2 separate regions of the Triticum aestivum genome follow, and region 1 is linked to region 2. The links are chromatin contacts, called in public Hi-C maps. All regions are on one chromosome and are shown on one strand. The core of a region is the stretch at or near the end of the contact, and the rest is flanking DNA. Distances in the headings are between cores, read along the strand shown.

The links. Hi-C and Micro-C count contacts between places; a contact is called where the count stands out from the background.
Region 1: a Hi-C map of leaf shows a contact between it and region 2, with 4 times the contacts expected there. The contact joins the promoter of LOC123042067 here to the promoter of LOC123042065 in region 2. A contact is called at or near these places in 2 of 5 Hi-C or Micro-C datasets (both in leaf).

Annotation. Positions count from the first base shown.
Region 1 is chr2B:681,700,310-681,703,145 of IWGSC CS RefSeq v2.1, forward strand. It overlaps LOC123042067 (histidine-rich glycoprotein), which reads left to right and starts at 1,505. Exons shown (of 2, transcript XM_044464592.1): 1 at 1,505-1,758; 2 at 1,859-2,583. The coding sequence starts at 1,610. The coding sequence ends at 2,144.
Region 2 is chr2B:681,235,372-681,238,071 of IWGSC CS RefSeq v2.1, forward strand. LOC123042065 (FCS-Like Zinc finger 2) reads left to right here and starts at 1,373. Exons shown (of 1, transcript XM_044464591.1): 1 at 1,373-2,134. The coding sequence starts at 1,478. The coding sequence ends at 1,768.

The DNA.
Region 1 (2,836 bases), core at 255-2,754, 470 kb after region 2:
GATAAAAAACGCAGTTTTGCTAGAACTCATCTAGATGAGATATAATTTGGTCTCATTCACCTTTTATAGCCATTGGATGTGATGCTATAAGATGCGTGTGTGCTGACGTGGGTTGTATTTATTCTTGTTTTTAAAGTGAATGAGACCAAATTATATCTCATTTAGATGAGTTTTAGGTACTCAAAAAAACGTAGCAACAACAAATCTATCTCATGAAGCCCGTAGATTTCACCTTACCTGCACTGGAGTGCATGTGCAGCGGAGAATCGTTTAGGCAAATCTAGGCCTTAAACAAGCTTATTCAAGGCTTCATTAGGGGGAAAGCTCTCGGATTCCCTCGCCACGTTACGGCCACCTACGAACGGAGGCCATGACGCACGAGGCGTCGGGTCGTTTTGCCTTCGGCCGGGAGGAACCGGCTCGCCAAAGGCATCTCGGGTGCCGGTGGTTCGGGGGGCACCGGCCGGAGCCCCGCACGTGGCCGGATCGCACCCATGCGCACGCCGTGGTGCTCTGCGATCGAAGCTCCGTCTAGTCGCCGCCATGTGACGCTAGAAAAGTTCCATGACCGTTCTAGCAGCTGTTGGTTACGGTGGACGAGATTCTATCACGGCGTGTTGCTGTGGCACCGGTTAATGTCTCGGCGTTGGTCGCCGTGAACCAGATGCTACGGCGTGTCACTGTGCCAGAGGTTAATGTCTCGGCGTTGGACTGGCCTGGAGTGTTGTTTTCTTCAAGGAGGAGGATGAGGACGACGACGGCGAAGACGAGAGATTTGAACGGTAAACCGGGTGCTTGCTTACAATGGTTTTAATGGCGGGCCGCTTTCGACGACGACGGACGCTCTTGTCGTGCTCTGAGCTAAAAGGACGCCTGCGAAGGCGACAAGAGCTGGTGCTCTCTTTTTTCTCCCACGGGGGCGGGAGGGATGTGCTCATTCCGCGCTGTTAAGACAATGACCCCCGATGACATATGTACACGGGTTGCATAATTTAGGTGCAACTTCGCAGGAAAACAAAACAAATAATATGGGAGGTGCTGTCATTTCCTTGCTATCATATTGCATCTGAATTGGTCCAAGCAAGACCGTATTCAGTCCAGTGCAGTGCGTCAATGGGTGCAGACTATTTCAGCACATGTCCGCTGGATACAGTGGTAAACACATGGATGATGGATCATGTTTATCGAACCCAAGTTATGAAGCATCTTGTACAATCTAAACAGCAAATGGCTGTTAAGAGTAAGAATACTGTACCAATGGAGAAGTATTATCCGATTCATTTCTCTGCGATTTACCATGTGCAAAGGTCGATGCAGAGAGTGGTTCTTGGTGCAGAATCGATCGTTCAGGACCGTTTCCATCAGACCAAAAACAAAAAAATGTAAAGCTCCGGTTCCTTGCCTTTGGCTTCTATTCATGGCACTGCTCTCCTCCGGTGTGAATTAGCAGCCTCTCAACGTTCGTCGGAGGCTAAAAATGGAGCTGGGCCGTGCCCTATTTGTGCACACCCCCCGGAAGACGGCAAGCCAGCCGAGCCTCCTTGACATTTAGTGCCATGTCAAGGCGGCATTGCTCCCAATTCTAAGGCTGTTCGCCGCCGCAGGCAGCATGATGAAGGGGGCCGGCGCCATGAGCACGATGAAGCCGCCGTCATCGCCCTTGTACTACGTCCACGAGGCGGACGGCCACGGCCACCACTACCTCGAGGAGTGCTCCCTCTGCGGCAAGTCCCTCTCCGGCGACATCTTCATGTACAGGTCCGTCAATCGGCCAGGCGTTCAGTCCCAGCTGCAATGCGATTATGCGACCATCTTGTCTGGGACTCTGGATACGTGACTACGTACGTGTGTTGTGCAGGGGTGACACGCCGTTCTGCAGCGAGGAGTGCAGGCATCAGCAGATCGAGGTGGACAGGGCGAGGCACCGGCGGAAGAAGCACGCGGCGGCGCACGCGGTGTCGGCGGCGCGGAAGGAGCAGCACCGGCACCACCACCACCACCACCACCACCATCATCATCACCGTCAGCACCAGCACCAGCACCAGCCGCATCAGCCGCCGCCGGAGCCGCGGACGGCCATGGTGGGCTCCGCCCCGTGGGCCGACGCCGGGTTCGCCGCGAGGAGCCCCGCGTTGCGCGTGTGACGCTCCCATCAAACCGCACCCGATCTTCGGCGACCTCAGTCTGGCACACGTACGTACAGTACAGGACGACGGACATATACGTACACGTACTCATACGTCTACGACTACACGCGCCAGCATACGGGTTTAGGGACCGGTTGCATATACTAGTGGTGTACGTACGTACACGCCTGATCGAGGGTCCCGTTGTTCCACGGGCGGCTGGACATGGAGGTTTTTTCACAAATAGTGTGTCCCGATCGAGGTTAGAACTTTAGAGCCACGAGAGTGCGAGCCATTGTTGCATGCAATGCAATGCATGGGCTCCCTCTCCATCTTTCTCGCCCCAGATTAACTTGGCTGTTTGTTCTGCTTTTGTGGAATGGGATTGATTTTCCGTACCAAACGCTCTAGATGTAAATCTTGTTGTTACTTTGATCAATATATGTGTTTTCTTGTACACGTTCCTGAACCCTGAATGGAAGTGCAACGAGACAGAGAAAGTGTGGCTGCATGATACTACTAGCATGTAGGAAAAACCGAACATAATAGTCAGGTTCAGAGTTCAGAGTGGTGATGCATCGAAGGTTCAGAGCTTCTTGCTCACTGTTTCTGTAGCAGCGCCGATTCCGGAGTGGATTTGACAGTGTCATCGCATCGCCAAGGATGGCGACGTGAGACATATTTTAGTGCGCATACTTGCGGACCAAGGC
Region 2 (2,700 bases), core at 123-2,622:
CAGAGTCTAAAACTCATGAATTGTGGAATATATATGGGGCCTAAGACAAGCAGGTGTATAAAAGGAAGGAATCGGTCTTATTTTTCGCCTCTGGGTTGGCTCACTTGAATTGGGTCTACGTTGCTTCGGGTTGTCTGTCTATACATGATGTGCTTGTGTGGATTGCCACCGGTGCCGCACCTCCATGGATTTGTATATGCCGTGCACATTTTTTTTCTGTGTCTCCCTCTCGCATCTTGGCACGCGGCTTATACTCCGTCATTTCCTAAATATAAGTTCTCTTTAGAGATTTTAATAAGGGACTTCATATGAAACAAAATGAGTGAATCTATACTCTAGAATATGTCTATATACATCCGTATGTAGTTTCTATTGAATTCTCTAAAAAGACTTATATTTAGAAACCGAGGGAGTACGATTCTATTAATTCTACATAAATAAAAGATTGTGTTGTATTTATCTCCTAAGCAACAAAATAATAATTTATATATTTAGTAATAGAACTCATTTGTAAAAATAAACGTGTGTGAAATTTTTGGTTGTATCCGATGTACCCATGTGCACACCAGAGAGATGTTGATAACTGAGTGAGAGAAGACGTAGATGGAGAAGATGAAAGCGTCAAAGCATATGGAGCTTGAGAGGAAGAGGGTGATGGAAGCATTGAGATTGAGAAGAAGGCGATGAGGGTCACGAGATTCACCAAGAACTAGTAGCCGAGAATCGTGTTGGCCGGTAGTAACTCATGGATGATGATGCCAAGAAGTGGCTCACCACCATGCGCAAAGACTCAAAGTGCACAGGAAACAAATCTTTGATTCATTTACTATGCCTGAATCATTAAAATATTTTTCATGGATCATATTTGAATTGCTAGGTTGTTTGCTTTTTTTTAACTGATGAATTGTTGTGTGCAATATTTATTGTCGAATGATCTACGTCACATGAGTTGCATAAATTTGGAGTTGGGAAATGTGGATACTGTTCTAGGGACGAATAGATGGGATTCAATTCCCGTTGTTCGCAGACATGCCTGGACATATCCGCGGACAAATGAGGGTCAAATTTAACACTTACCCTTGAAGAAGTTTAGAGAATAACAGCAGAAAATAAGAGAGAGAAGAAGTCTAGAGAACAGAGCTAGTCCACCATCACGACCATTCGCACCACAAAATCTACTCAAACCCAGCCTCTATTTCAGTTTTTCTACTCGAAAGGAAGCTAATTTGGATAATTTTTGGCATAAAAAGGATAAACTTGTGGGAACTGGCTCTATGGCTAGAGCCACACGCTCGAGAACAGTCCTGTCTTTCGCCATCCGTCCGCACGCACCATATATACCCGAGCCTTCCCCTCCGCTTCACCCAAGTCGCTCGCGCCCCTCTTCCTCTGTCTCCCTCTCCCAACACCAAAAGCAGCACCACAAAGCCAAGCTCTGCTCAGCTTTGCTCGCAACTCGCCTCCACACACACCCACAATGGCGGCTTCAGCAGCTTGCTCCTTCTTCTTTGATGCGGAGCCACTCGGCGAGCCCGGCATGCCCGCGCTGGACGCGTGCGCGCTCTGCGCCAAGCCGCTGGCGCACGACAGCGACATCTTCATGTACAGAGGGGACACGCCCTTCTGCAGCGAGGAGTGTCGCGACGAGCAGATGCAGCTCGACGCTATCTGCTCTAGGCAGGCCGCCCGGAGGCAGCAGCGGTTCTCGTCGGGATCGGATGCCCGGCGCTGGCATCAAGAGTCCGGGAAGGTGTCCGTCGCGAGCTAGCCGGCAAAGCTCGTACCCCAGTAGAGTAGAGCTTCATTGAATCAACGGGATCCGAAGAATCGCCGATCTGGTCTCTCCGGTCTATCTCTCGCCTGAGACGGAGAAGCAGTGAAGTAGTAGCACCTATCAAAGTTCATTTGCTGAGGCTCCGGCCATCTTGGTCGCCCACTGGACGCGTCCTTCTCCTGGCTTCCTTTTGCCTGTGTGTGTGTGTGTGTGTGTGTGTGTGTGTGTGTGTGTGTGTGTGTGTGTGTTTGTTTGTTTGAGGCTTGTGAACCGCGGCTGGTGCAAGTGCAGCAACATATGTAAATCCAAACCATTTGGAAATCCTCATTTCAACACAAAATTTGGCCCAAATTAAGATCATGACTTGTCTGGGTTTTATTTATGATCTCTGATGAGCGTTCATCGGTCCGATAAAACTATGCCTAAACCTAAATCTAGTATTTGTAGAGCATGGTTGCAGGCTGCTTGAACGAAACTATGTATTCCCTTCATCCATAATAATTGTCGTCGGATCGGAGGGAGTGGCTTCTTTACGAACCAAATGTACATGAGAATTCCTCTGTTAATCTGAAGACAGAGGATGATGTGGCTTCGTTATGAATTAAACGGCCGTTTAAAATTCCCCTGTTAATCATGTAGACAGGGGATGGACTTGCACAAGATTTTGGGAAGATTCCAACTTAGTTATGTTAGTGCACGCTACGGCAAAAGGTGAAAAAGGACATGAAAAAGATTCGTTAAGCATTCACTTCACTTTGTGTTGATGTTGTTATAATGATTTTCCTCGAGATTATTTTGTGACTCGCTATGCATTCACATTATTTTGTTTTGTTATTAATGAGATGATTTAACGATTTTCCTTGTTCCGCCAGATCAAGATGATAGGGATTTAACTCCATTTTCTGACGACCAATTCACGTGCTGTT